Linked DNA regions of Mus musculus: region 2 is linked to region 1. Evidence: chromatin contacts called from public promoter capture Hi-C data. All regions are on one chromosome and are shown on one strand. The core of a region is the stretch at or near the end of the contact, and the rest is flanking DNA. Distances in the headings are between cores, read along the strand shown. Region 1 holds the start of Cyp2d22 (cytochrome P450, family 2, subfamily d, polypeptide 22). Region 2 overlaps Tcf20 (transcription factor 20).

Region 1 (7,263 bases), core at 2,461-4,960:
CAAAAGATTTACACCCAGTTTCTAGGAACTGGAAAGATATCTCAGATATAACAAAGTGTGTGATAACTTAAATGTGTGGAACTAGCTCTTTAAGCCCTCACCTTTCTTACTCTCTAGGCCTTCTTCTCTCTCTCTCTCTCTCTCTCTCTCTCTCTCTCTCTCTCTCTCTCTCTCTCTCTCTCTCTCCCTCCCTCCCTCCCTCCACGTGGCCATGGCCGGCCTCTCTCTTTCTACCTTCTCTCCTTTCTCCCTTTATTTCTACAGTAAAGCTCTAAACCCATTTTTAAAATGTGTGGAGCTAGAAGGCCAGTAAGAAAGTTAAGGCCTTAAGTGGCTGACATGCCCCTAAATTATGGGGACAAGATCTATTACAGCAGTGGGAAACTGAAATTAATATGCCCTCAATACCAGAGACAATCCCTAAAATAAGGGATGAGATGGAAGATGCTTCAGTGGAAAGTATTTGAAAATGTGATCCAGAACAATCCCAGACTGTGTCGCTGCTTGTTCAAAATCAGGATGCAACAGGGCTTGAGTTTCCAAATTTATAGGGGGTGAGGGGGACTGCACAAATTATACCAACAACCTACCTATAAAATGGTTGACTGACAAGCTTGTGTGTGTAGAACAGTGGCCCTTAACTAAAGAAAAAAAAATTAGAGGTACTTGAGCAGTTGGTACAAGAACAGCTTGGGGCTCAACATGTAGAAGAGTCTACCAGCCCATGGGACTTCCCCCATATTTGTTATAAAAAAAAGAAATCGGGGAAATGGAGGGTGCCAACAGATTTGAAAGTGAAGAATATAGTAATCCAACCAATGGGTCCATTACAGCCTGGAATTCCTTTCCCTTCTTTACCACCTGAGGCATGGCCTATGATAATAATTGATTTAAGACTGCTTTTTTACTATCTCCTTGCAAGAGCAGGATGATGGAAATTTTTTTCTTCACAGTGCCTATCTGCACAACCTACAAAAAGGTATCAGTGGAAAGTTCTTCCACAAGGACTGTTAAATAGTCCAACTTTGTGTCAATATTTTGTGCAACAACAGCTAGAAATGATTCATAGTCAATTTCCTCAATCTGTTCTTTACCACTACATGGATGATGTTTTATTGGCTGACTTGGACACAGATACCTTAGAGGAAATGTTTGGTGAAGCAAAAAGAATTTTATCTTGTTGGAATCTGCAGATTGCTTCTGTAAAAATACAGAGAGGAGATTCTATCCATTATCTAGGTTACGAAATAAGTCAACAAAAAGTCAGCCACAAAAGGTACAGATAAGAAGAGATCAGCTGCAAGCTCAATGATTTTCAAAAATCAATGGGAGACGTTAATTGGATACAGTCCACCATTGGATTAACTACTCATAAGTAATTTGTCTCAAACATTACAAGGAAATTCAGACTTAGACAGTCCATGAACACTAACAAAACAAGAGAAAGGGTTAACTTTAATAGAAAAGAGACTCCAATATGCATATTTGGATTGCATAGATCCCAAACTGGACTATATTTTAGTTATTTGGCTTCTACTCATCCTCCTAGTAGGCTCATTATGCAAAGGGAAGATGGTATTTTAGAATGATCTTCTAGCATACAAAGTAGCTGTTAAAAATAAAAGAAAAAGAATTAAAGAACAAAAAGAAGCACTTACAAAAAGCTACATTTGGCACCTAATGTGGCAGACTGTTTGAAAGAAAAAGAAACAATGGAAGACATGTGGCTACCATTGTGGCTAGGCAGAATGGGAGGCTTGATTTCAAGTACAATAGAGCAGAGAGAAAGGAGCTAGAGAGAGTAGTTGTAGGAGGGAGAGAGAGTATTAGGATTGGGGAGTAGGAAGAAGTAAGGTCCAGGAAACAGAAGAGTAGAGTCAGAGAAGACAGTTGATGCAGGAGGAAAGAAAACTGAACAGGGCTAGAGAGGGGAAGAGATTTTTGAAGAGTGAAAATAGGAGACAGTTGAAAGTGAATTGGGCTAGCAGACTGAGAAGACAGTTGGTGACAGTTGAGCCAGGAGAAGCTGAGCTGAGAGCCAGAGAACATATTGTGAGGAGACAGATAAAAGAACTCACAAAGTATTGGTAAGAATATAAAGGAAAAAATAGGAAGCAAAAAGCAACATTTACAAAAATACGCTACAATCCCCTGTGGTGCCTGCTTCAGCTTCTGCCATGACTGTCCTATGATGGACTGTGACCTAGAAGTGTAAGCTGAAACCAATCCTTCCCCCCCCCCAAGTCACTGTTGATCCAAGTGTTCATGTCACAGCTATACATCGCCTCTTCTGTTTCCTTTTTATTTCTGCATTCCTTTCCTCTTCCCCTCCCCTCCCCTTGCCCTTCTTGTGTAAGTGGTATCTTAGTGTTCCTCTTTGACCCTCCTTTCATCTCTGTTTTATTATTTTTTTTTATTTGTTTTATTTTTTTTTATTTTATTTGATTCCCATTATTTACTTTGGGGATTAAATCAGCATCTTTTAAAACTTATTGTTAGGGTGTGTACATGGAGTTGGGGGAGATGCCATCTAGAGAGGTCAAAGGACAACATCTGGGATTCCGTTCTCATCTCCCTCCTTGTTAAGGCAGGGTCTCCCTTGCTGTTACTGCCACATTACATATCCCAGGATAGCTGACCAGTGAGCTGCCAGGCATAAAACAACACCTTAAACTTACAAAAACCTTATTTGAATAACAAGTTACCTTCTGTAGTATACAGACACAGGACATCTCGTCTAGTCTCTCACCCTTCCCCGCTATACTATCTTTGCCACAGATAGCATGTTTATATGTTTTGTACTCATGAAGACAGACTTGTAACTGGTGTTCTATGCATCGGTTTTCAGGCATACAGACAAAAAGAAAGGCCTTACAACCCGAAGCACGCTAGCACTTTTACCGCGTTGTTACTGCGCCCTGTGCTCATTTCTTCTATGGCTGTGAGTTAACTGGCTAGCATCACTTCGTTTCAGCATGGAGAACTCCCTCTACTGCGCCCTGTATGCTAAGTCCACTGACACCAATGACCTTCTACATTTATCTGGAAATGACCTGCTTACTACTTAATTCCCGAAGGACATTTCTTTATTCTTAACAAAGAACATGTGGATGATGTTCTTCAGGATGTGCGTGTGTTATCCTGTGTGTGGTCTTCCGGTCTCTGTGGTCACTGATGAAAAATTAACTCTTAATCTCAGCATGATCCCCGTGTGTGTAAAGGGTGAATGAATGACTGCTTTTTACATTCTCACTGCAGTTCCCTCTGTCTTCAGTGTCCACAAGAACCATCTGTCGCTCACTGTGGTCCCTAATCCCTCTGGGAGCACAAGCTAAGTCCCAGGGGGCTCTCTGGGTGCTGGGGGAGATAGCAAGGTTTTGACCTTGGACCTGTCAGGGCTGAAGCCTCCTACTCAGAGCCCCGCCTCCTCGTTGCAGTGCCTCCTCCCAGGAAGGCCCCCCCTCCTCCTCCTCCTCCTCCTCCTCCTCCTCCTCCTCCTCCTCCTCCTCCTCCTCCTCCTCCTCCTCCTCCTCAAATCGGTCTCACCTCCCGGGAGTGGATCCGCCTCCTCAGAGTGTCCCCCTCATGCTCAGAGTGGAAGCCTCCTCCCCAGAATGTATCATCCTCCTCAGAGTTGCTCCGCCTCCTTCCCCTCCTCCCCCGCCTCCTCTTCTCCCCCCCCCCCCAACCCCATTCCTCTCCCGCCTCCTCCTCTTCCTCCTCCCCGTCAGAACGTGCCCTCCTCTTCAGAGTTGCTGCTCCTCACAACTCCCCCTCCACCTCAGAGTGAATCCTCCTGAGTTGCCCTTTTTCCTCGAGCTCCTACTCCTCCTGTTCCTGCGAGGCTCCAGACACCTCTTGCCTCTCCTCGGCTGAGTTTCAGAACGCACCGGTAAAGGCAAGGGTTGCAGGGTTGCGGGTCTGCCCATTCGCTGTACAAGGGGTGCGAGGCGGGCCCCCACCCCAACCCCTGCGCTGGGGCTACCTTGGCACTGGAGCGTAGCAGTCCCTCCCCCTGGGCGGGGCTGGAGTGGGCAGAGGGGAACCTCCAAGGGCCTCCGAGTAAACTGTTTTCCATTGTCCCAAGCTGAGGCTAAGATGCTAGAACCTCCTAGAGTCTGATAGAGGGCAGGTTTTGAAGGGCTCATCCCCTAAGACACAGAGCCTGGGAACCCGCCTGTAGCCAGGCCGCAGGGCTGAGAATCTCTGTCCTATAGTAAGCAGAGTGGAGCCTGACCCTGGACCTTTGCATAACCTGCCCTTTGGCGTGCATTCTAGCCTTATCAGGGACAGGCGGTACCTAAGCAAACCAGACCTCTCTCCGAAGACCTCTCTTTTTGCCCTTTGGGGCTCAGCGAAGGTGGGGAAAAGAGGGTGGGGACGGTGAGTGGACCCTGGACCTCACAAACTCTGCTGCACCCCCTGGAACTGGGATGTTGTTGTCAGTGATTGGCTTAGAGGATCCACCCCCATTTAATTAGGAAAAAAAATCTACACTGAGCTGGGCACAAAATCCCAGCACATGGGAAGCAGGAGCAGGAGGATCTCTGTGAGTTTCTATGACAGTCTGGTCTACATGTCTACATAGTGAGTTCCAAAACAGCCAAAGCTACATAGTGAGACTCTGTCTCAAAACAGGAAGGAAGGAAGGAAGGAAGGAAGGAAGGAAGGAAGGAAGGAAGGATAGAAAAAAAGGGAGTGAAATTCCTTGTATGTTCAGTGTAGAAATTCCCTTTTTTTTTCTATCACCAACTAGAATGTACAGTTAATACCTTGTACTCTATCATGGCTGTCCCTACCCAGCAGCCCACCCAGTTCTTGTGGGTGTCAGGGCAGCAGCAGACACTGGAGTATTCTCTCTGTAAACAGCCAAGCATTCCTCGCACCAAGTGTCCTACAGTTCTTGCCTATGTTAACTAACAGACTATTCTAGAGATTTGCTTTCCTTCCCAGCTGTTGGTTTCGTGGGTTTAAACCAGATTCCATACCGTAGCTCAGGCTGGCCTTGAACTTGATGCAATCCTGCTGCTTACAAGTAAACTACCGTGTGTATTTAGCCCTGAAGTTTTGAAAGTGTTACTGCCCACCCACCCCCCAGCTCTGAGGGTGTGAAGGGTCGGAGGTTTTTCCTGCAGGGACTGTCTGAAGGAGCTAGAAAGAGTTGCCTTGGGGCTCCCAAGGAGAACAGCAGAGCAGCTGAACTAAAGGTTTTGGAGTAATTCTTAATGGAACACAATGTTTCAAGAGAAAGTGAATGGAATGTTTTCCAAGTGTTGACAGTGACTAAAGTGGGTCACCAGCTTCTGTGCTCTGTGTTAGGCTTTTATACTGCTATAGCTTGCCCGGTTTCAGACTGCCAGTTCCGTGTGTGATTTCTAAGCTCTAGGGCACAGTTCGCAAGTTCACGCTGATGATGAATCAGAGGTTACGACTTTGAGACAGTTGGGTCCAAGTACATTTTTACTCAGCTACAAACCACCGACCCCTCATCCTATCCAGCTGTCTGGCAGGGAGAGAAGAGGCATGTCCTAAGAGATTTCTCTCCACTGTCAGAAATGCTGTTCAACGGGCAGGGTCGTCTTTTTATTCACAGAAAATACTGGTGGGGGGAATGTGGCAGTTAGCGTCTTGAGCCCTTTGTGCTGTTGCCTGTGTCCTGACAGGCTGTGAGAAGACAACTCTTGGCAGGGGGTGGGGAGGCACTCAACGGAAGACTGTGGTCCTACTAAGTGGGCAGAAGAGGGCCTGTTCAGTGATTATGCTGGGAAGTTTCTTGTGCTCTCAGAAACAGATTGTCAAAAAGGAAGTGTTCCTATTTCTAAGACACCGCACAGGCTTCTGCCCCTTCACTGCCCCATCAGAGTTCTCCTAGATGTAGTCTCTTCTTGCAGGAAAGGGGTGGGGGAGCATTGGAAATATAGTGCGGCCCAGTAGAAGGAGCCCCTGGCTCCCCTCTACTCCTGCAGGGTTGCATACTCCGGGAAGCCACTCACTCAGTTCTCAATGAGCCTGTGACCCTGGTGGGTCTCTTCACTGCCTGTCCTATAACTTAGCAGGCTACACTCTAGTGTCAAAAAGTAGGATTGGGGACCGTGCCACAGAGATTTAGGGTGGACAGATCCTATAAACAGCCCCACTGTCACTCTGGAGCTCTCTGACAAGGCAGGCACCTTCCCACTCTGGGAAGGTGAAGGAAGAGGACCTGTCAGGTCAGGGGAAGAGCCGTGCTTGCTGTGGGCACTGCACTCGTGTCTCTGCCTTTAGACACAGCCACAGCAATGGGAGGTCATGCAACACATTCAGAGGGCCAACGACATTCCTATCTTTCTCGTGAAAGCCTTTTGGCAATATCGGATCGTCTTCCCAAACACATTTCTTGTCACCTTCTTGGAGTTTCAGACTTATAAGCGCTATGAGCCCCCTGTCTGTTTGACTGTCTGTCTGTCTGTCGAGTGGTATAGCAGCAGGCATTACGACAGCAAGGAGGCTTCATGAGTGTGAGTGCTTGGTCAAAACTCTGTGTGTGTGTGTGTGTGTGTGTGTGTGTGTGTGTGTGTGTGTGTGTGTGTGTGTGATATATTCATTAATCCCCTTGAGGCCAGATCTACTTCCTGTGTTTGAATGGTCCCTTCAACGAGAAAGAGGCCAAGGCAGGTGACGTACGTAGACCAGAGTACAGGGGTCACCTTGATTTGAATTTCAGAAGAATTCTGATCTGTTATAATTTGGGGGGGGCGGTGAGAAGTGAAGTAAGAAAGACAGCTTCATCATTTGGAGGTATAGAGAATGAGATTTGTGTGCAGTGTATATATACTCTGTACCTACTTATCATCCACAGAGACAGCCATACAGACGTGGTTCTCCCAGCTAAGAAAGCAGCCAACTTCTTCAAAGTTGCCAAATATTGCAGCTGTCTGGAAAACAAGAGAGAAGGGGTGGGGACAGGATGGGGAGGGAGACGAGCTCTCCCCCCATGGCACTGTGATTTCCACTCAGCGATGTTGATTGTAACTCAACAAAGGATGCTTTTTTTCCTGTTTGGGTCCTCGCCCACAAACAAAGGCGTTTTCATAACGCGCCAATGGAATGTTTCTTGGCTGCAGACAGCCATAGTCTGGCTCAGAGGCTGGGAAGTTTTTAGGTTAGAGTAGTATGAGAAGCTCCTGTTAGTCTTGCTGACTCACAGGCTTGTGCAGATGGTTTGGAGAGCTAGGATCTGCATTCTAGTGGGTCTGGAGTAGAGAGTGACCGGTCTGGGTCACT
Region 2 (7,263 bases), core at 3,130-5,629, 430 kb before region 1:
AGCCTGGTCTTTTGACTCTTGCCTTAGTGGAACCTAACCAGTGGTCACTTTAAAAACAAAACAAACAAACAAACAAAAATCCTTAAATTTTGGTAAGGCTTATATACTATGTTTGTTCGTTTGTTTTTGAAAAGAAAAAACAAACAGAATATTTTCCAAATTTTATTATTTGTAATCTCACTCCAGTATTGTGAAGAATTCTTTTTTTTTTTTTTTTTTTTTTTTTTTAAAAGCAAGCCAGGCAGTGGTGGCGCGCACCTTTAATCCCAGCACTTGGGAGACAGAGGCAGGCGGATTTCTGAGTTCGAGGCCAGCCTGGTCTACAGAGTGAGTTCCAGGACAGCCAGGGCTACACAGAGAAACCCTGTCTCAGCACCCCCCCCCCAAAAAAAAAAAGGCAACAAAAAAAACAAGGCAAATGAGATTTACTGGACTTTCATCATCCAGTTTCACTATATTCTTAATGGTGTCAAGGTATTAAACTGTGATGGGTGTGCTCACAGCCATAAGAATGCAGCTTAGTGGAGACGGGGTCTGGAAGCTTGCTTTGTCCTCTCTGCCCTGCATGTCACTGAAGGATGAGAAAAAGTAGGCTGAAGAGAATGGAACTTACATGGCCAGAGGCCTTGTTGCTCCAGTGGGCAGAGGTACTAGCTGTCTCTGAGGGATAATTCTCTAAATAGGGTCCTCTGTTCCTACAGCCACAACAGGCTCATTCTCTGTTGGGTTTGCCCTCTTCCCTGGTTAGACTAAAATCTAGGAGGTTTTTTATTGTCATTTTCTGGAAAAAAATCATAAATTTGAAAAACAGTTGAATCCATCTCAGAGTATTTGGCTTTCCTCCTCCATGAAAATGTTTGTTTAATTGGTAGTTCATTTACTGACTTCAGAGAAGGCTGCTTGCACCTTGCTGTGCCATAGGTCTGGATTCAGATGTGGGCTCCCTAGAAGGGATGCAGGGTGCTTTGTTATAGTGCTTTTTGTCTTTGCCTGCCTCTTGTGAAAGGTTCATGAAAACCACCTACTTGCTCTTGGGGCACAAGGTCCTACCTAACATGAAGACTAATGGACTGACAAGGCGTTGTCAGCTCTGCAGTTTTAGAAGTTGCTGGTTTGTACAAGCTGTACAAAGTGGTGATCTCTCTCTCTCTCTTTCTCTCTCTCTCTCTCTCTCTCTCACACACACACACACACACACACACACACACACACACACACACACACACACACAAGCATATCTGTGTGTATGTTTTGGAGAACTATTTACATTGGCCTTCAGTGGAACTAATGGACTTGAATGCCACCTAAGTAGAATCTGCAGTTTCTATGTCGTTGTCTCTTTAAGTTGGCCCAGTGGTTAGAGTCAAACTCTAAGCAGGTCATGAGACATATTCTTGAAGTAAGTGTCCTTGAAGGCTTGGCTGAGGTGGAACTTGGTTTTGTCTTTAATTGTAGCCTGACTTTTGGAATCCAGACCTTGGTAACTCATGTGTTTGGGACCTTGGTTGTCATCCTACTTATTCTTGGGTTCTTCCAGCTCCAGCCCCAGACCCTGAGCAGAACAGTGAGTTGTATTCTGTACTTCCCGGGCTGGTATCTGGTCATAGGAGGCCTGACCCTTGTGTGGAGTGGGCCTCAAGTCTGTTGAGGTTGTAGCAGTTACCTATTGAATAAAAGGACAGAGCTAGTATCCAGTCTTAATGTCTGGAATATTCTTTTTATAGACTCTTCCCACAAAAAAAGAAATGTAAATGTAAATTTTTTTTCTTGGGTTGTCTGTTCAGCTGTTACATTGAGGTCAGTCAGTATCCTTCAAGTGCCAAGTATTTGCTGAAACCTTATGGTCAGAGACAGAATCATACCACTGTCCTGTCCTCAAGGAACACTCATACTCAGGATCAGATCGAGAGCCACCATTAACAGGGACCTACACAAGGCAGGAAAGGGACAGTGAGTGTCCATATGTGTGTCCTGATCTACTGGTACCCCACTTTCTCACACAGAATGGTGAGGAAGGGGCTTTGAAACTGAGGTTAAAACTACTTAGTATCTCTATGCTTCTGTTTCTTTTGTAAAGAAAGAATAGTGATGAACTCAATGAGGATTTGATGAGGCCTCAGCAAATACTAAGCATGCTGCTGCTGCTGTCCAGCTCAGTGTTTCTGAGAGCTACAACTGCTCTGTCTAGCAGAACGTGCCAGAGCTAGAGGACAGAAGATGCTCTCTGGCATGTGGGGGTTATGCACTTGTCACCACCAGGCTAAGAGGATAAGAAAAGTAAAGTCTTTGAACAGTTGCCCAGTAGACCACCTCCCATTTCTGGGGATGAGAAAGCATCACGGTAGCTCAGTGATACTAAGATTGTTATTCTCGGGCTAGATTGCAGGTGTGGATAGGGACCATAGCTTCTCTGCTAGATCCTGAGATGCAGTAGACAGGGAACAGAAACCATTATTTGAAGTGATGCTCTGTCCTGGATGCTAGGAATAGCACCTACCCACATGCCCTACACAGAACAGCCATGGAAAGTAAAGGGATGGCATCCTCCCAGTTCCCTCTGGGGCAGCAGATGGCCCATCCACAGATGAGTGTCACTCCAACCCTAGGTTCATCCAGGGGGTGCTACTGGGATTACTCCTCTGAAAGTTAAGTTGATACGGAGTCAGAATTAGATCTCTCTCGGAGAACTCTTCCACTTTATGTAGAGATCACATGTGAGCTTCAGAGAGGAGACTGCCTCTGAATCCTGGCATAGTTGAGCTGGGTAATGCCTGTTGCTGTTGAGAGAGTCAGGTTGAGTGTTTGGAATAGAAGGATACAAAGGGAACCTTCTCAGGTTCAGGCCACAGGGTATGTTGGGGACATCAGAACGAAACCCAGCGCTCTATCTACCTGCTGAACATCAAGAAGCTTATTGTTTTGTGGTTGTGAAGATAGAACCCAAATGCCAGGCGACAGCTCTTTCTACTGAGCTACCCTCTTCACAAACCGTTCTTAGTGATAAACATCCACATGTCGTGAGATTTAAAGAAGATATTAACCCTCATCAGGTTGGAATGACAGAGAACTTACTTGACATAGGCCTGAGGCCTAGCTACCTCCTCTGAGCCATGTTTCATGCAATGAAACACAGTCTCTGCAAGTGTCGCCTCCTGAAGAACATGAGCTGCTTCATCTTGAAGATGGATTTTAAGGTACCTTAGCACCATCATAAGACACCTACATTCCCAGAGCTGGAGTCTAGGTTGTTGTATATACACTGCTGTCTCTGCAAAGTGTCTTCCTCCTTGTTGGTGTTTTTGTAAAGCACTTAGCAAGGGCAGATGTGTATATGTATATATATGTATATATGTATATATGCTTCTGAATGGTGCATTCTCCACTCCGGGACACACACCAGCCTTCCCAGCTGGTGCTTGTTGATAAGCTTTGTGGAAGCAGTTATTACACAGAGGCCTGTTTTTTCCTGAAGTTTGTCTGTTGGTGGTGATAGCAGGAGAGGTTTGAGGAAGAGACAAAGAGAACACCCAAAACAGATAGATGCAGAAAGTGCAGATATTGGCAGAAAGCAAGGATGAGAGCAACTTGCCATCAACAGTGACTTTTGGTGTAATTTTTATGGACTGATTCCTTGGAAACTATTGTGTCTTCCTGAACCCTTCTCATATAAATAAGACAGACCATGAAACACTCCTCAGTCTCTTGAACAAACTGTCTATTTGCCCTACATGGGTCATAAGAGTAACTTCCTGAAACCAGAAATGATAGATGAGAGAAGCCCCAGAGCCTCTTGAGTACCTCAGGTTCCTGAAGAACTAATAGAATTAAAACTCCCAGCTCTATGCAAGCCTCAGAAAATGGGCTAGGCCTATCCCACCTCCCCACCATAGGTTCTGAAAAGTCTTATTTGCATGAAGAACAGACTCAACTAGAGAATAGTTGTGATGTGATCCTTCCACAATTTGGGTAGGTGCTCTAGGTTTCAGTAACAATAGAATACTCTTAGCTACTTTGAGGACTGAGCCTTGCTACAAGTTATTGAGCCAACCACAGACCTTACTATGCTGGCAAGATTCATACACAAACTCTCAAACAGGGCCCAGTCATGGAGGTCAAGGAATACTCTCCTGTTTTGGCCCCTTCCCTGTAAGGCCCATTCTCTTGTATCACTAATGCCTTAACCAGTGGGTCCAAAGCCACAAGATAGTGGAGGCATTGAGCTTGAATGTGTTCAAAATCAGCAGCCATCTACAGAAAGGTCTGAGTATAAGATCCCTGTTGAAAGCCACATTCTCCCATTGCTACAACAGCTGTGCTGAGACCATATGGAACTTGGAAGCACCCAGTGCCTACTGTTTGTTTTCCAGGTGAGACTGTGGAGATGAGAAGGTGGAGGACACACGTGACGGAATGGAATCCTCCTGCTGTGCAACCACACCCCACTCTGCCCTGCCCTGCCCTGCACCCCCCGCTGCGCTGCGCCTGCCCATGCCAGCACTTCCTTCCTATGTTCTCACATCACACTCAAACTGGTGACACCACAGGAAAAGAAAGATACAAGATGTTGGAATGGCTGTTTCCATGGACACAATCTCCATAGTGACAATGTGGGGGAGGGGGGAGGGGAGGGCTGATGGGGAAACGGGGAGTTAAAAGGGAGGGATAAAAAATATATATATATAAATCTATTTTTAGTCTGGAAAGACTTTGTTTAAATGAAAGGTGCGCTATCCCTTTTGATTCTATTTTAAAATTATCTAGTTAATTCAAAATTTGTTCCAATGACAATGAAATTTAAATGTGAAATTGAACTGAACAAACTCATCTCATAAAGGATGGGGTGTGGCTTTGATCTTTAGCCTGTCTCACAATTCAGTGAACACTAGACCCTGGACTGAAAGAGTAGACAAATGACAACCACCCTTCCCTTGGTTAGAATCTGTCTCACAGGGGAAGTTTGAGGGAGGGGGACAGAATGGGGATGGTCATTTTCAAAAGTGTGGGGAATGATGTTTAAACACAAATAAATTTTTTTCTTTCCAGAAACACTATTTATTTATTTTTATTTTTTCCCTCCTTTTTTTTTTTTTTTGCGGGGGGTGGGGTGGTAGTGGTGAAATTGGCAGATGCCCCAACATCATGGCTGTATCCTGGATCACTGTGGCCCCACCAAGTATGTAGAGTAGCCCCACAGCAGTAGGTGTACCCAAGGAATGGCTTATCTCTGGCGCCCTCTTTCCTTGGCACATTCCATGTAGTTGGTACCCTTGTGGGGACCCACAGCATCCATGGAAACCATGGAGGCCCAGGCCTCTGCTGCTGAAACAAGCAGAGTCTAGGAGAGAACTGTGGCGTGAGCCATGTGGGTGCACTAAGCTGACCAGAGCCAGCCACTTTAACACTTCTCTATTGCTTTTATTTTTTAGAGTGGAAAGGGGACTTGTCAGATATGTTGCCCATGCTATGTGATTCTTTATGTTGTATTGTTTTGATTTGTAAATTGTATAATTTTTAAATATGAGTTTTAAAAAAAGAAAAAAGTACAAAAAAAATCTTGTTAAGGCCTTAAGAAGGGATATGTGCATCTTTCAGGGGTCACTCTGCCGTGGGGATAAAATAGCTGTTTTACAAACAGTTTTATTTAAAAAAACAAAAATCAAAAAAATTAAAAAAAAAACAAAACCGTAATAAACTTCATTTTAACCTTGTGTCCTTTTTCATTTACTCTTAAGTGAATGTGTCTCTTCCTTCTCCAGAATGGCCCTCCCAGGAAGTCTTTGGCTCTATTCCCCAGGGGGCTACCATCAGTCCCAATCCCTTTGTTCCTTTTCCTCTGGAAGGCAAGGTGGTCCTTGCCAGCAGAGCCTGAAACCAAACCCCAGGGTTCTTTGCCTCCTGTGGGGCCCATTCTGACTTTCTGCAGTTGACTTGAGGACATATTCTGAATCAGCATTGATTTTTGAGGATTGTAAAAGTATAATGTAATGTTAATGGATTTTTTTTAAAGAAAACAAATATTTTAAATACTCCTTTGAGTTGGAAGTAAGCAATTATAAATCAGTTCTAATGTGCTCATCAATTTGGGGTTGCAGAAATGGCAGGTTAATTTTGCTCTATGGGTATACCAAGCAGTGTGGTCCATTTCTCACCACACCCATGTGGATGGTTTATGAGTGTTGAGCTGTGTGCTGTGTCAGCTGTGGGACCGTGCTCAGACAGCTGGACAAGACCTGAATAGAAATGATGGCTTTTGAACTGGTTAGCGTCTCTTGTTGGTAACCTGGATTAACACGGTTAAAATGAAATTGATAGATTTCAGGTGTCATGGACTAAGCCATAAAACTTGAAGAATGGGTGTCTTGAGGAAAATATTTTCCTGACAGCCGATGTTCGTCACTTTCCCTTTTGTTCTTTTGTTCCCATTCCATTTGCTGGTGGGACCTGAGCACAGCTTTATTGATGAGATTCAGAAATGACTTGAGTGGGCAGTGACCCTATTCAGTTCCTCTTGATGGCAGTTTCCTGACTTGGGCAGTGCCGTGGCTGTCTCTGCCTTTCAGTTCCTGCAGTTTATAAGGTCAGTGCATGTGTGTTGTAATAGGTTTTGTGAAAGCAGTTTTAGGTTCATGGTAGCTTTGGACAGAAGATAAGCTCCTATGGACCTGCATCCTCCTGTGGCAGCTCATCTCATTGTGGGTGTGGCCCTCTGGAGTAGCACATGTGTTGTGATACTTCATAATTGCCTCTTACGTCTGTGATTTATGTCAAGGTTTGCTCCTTATGCTGTGTACTGGATACTTCATAGATTTACACAAACTTATAACACCCGTGCACCCCCATTACTGTTTCTTACAGGACAGCTCGCTACCCTAATACAGCTGTGCCAATTGCTTCTCCCTTCCTTTCCAAAACCTGACAGCCAATGGTCTTTTTATCATCATCATAGTTTTGCCTTTTCTAGAGTGGTGTATAGTTAGTCATACAGTGTATAGCCACTTCAGATTGGCTGTTTCCAACTTAGTGATACATGTTTATGGTTCCTTCATGTATTTATGGCTACAAAGTTCATTTTTTTTTTTGTTGCTGCCAAAAAAATACTCTATTGTCTAGATATGCCCAGTTTTTCCTACTTCCTGTTTGCCAAAGGACATCTTTATTGCTTCCAATTTGGGCACTTATAAATAGAGCTACCATAAATACTGTGCAGGTTTCTGTGTAAGCACACGTTTTCAGATCAGTGTGTCATATGGTAAAGAAATGTTG

The links. Promoter capture Hi-C pulls out the DNA fragments that hold promoters and counts their contacts.
Region 2: a contact with region 1 is called in a promoter capture Hi-C map of embryonic stem cells, with 3 times the contacts expected there. The contact joins the enhancer-like site here to the promoter of Cyp2d22 in region 1. A contact is called at or near these places in 3 of 39 promoter capture datasets (all in embryonic stem cells), 1 of 115 datasets of contacts at active chromatin or transcription factors (forebrain) and 1 of 9 other capture datasets (embryonic stem cells).

The regions. Positions count from the first base shown.
Region 1 is chr15:82,376,707-82,383,969 of GRCm38.p6, reverse strand. It overlaps Cyp2d22 (cytochrome P450, family 2, subfamily d, polypeptide 22), which reads left to right and starts at 3,710. Exons shown (of 10, transcript NM_019823.4): 1 at 3,710-3,892.
Region 2 is chr15:82,806,892-82,814,154 of GRCm38.p6, reverse strand. It overlaps Tcf20 (transcription factor 20), which reads left to right. Exons shown (of 5, transcript NM_013836.3): 5 at 4,368-5,533. The coding sequence ends at 4,385. Among named protein-coding and RNA genes, the nearest start is that of Cyp2d26, 16 kb to the right of the region's middle. Within about 2 kb of position 4,379, at least 6 of the 459 cell types and tissues checked have an H3K27ac peak or open chromatin away from gene starts, as enhancers often do. A contact at or near this core is called in embryonic stem cells, where this site is marked.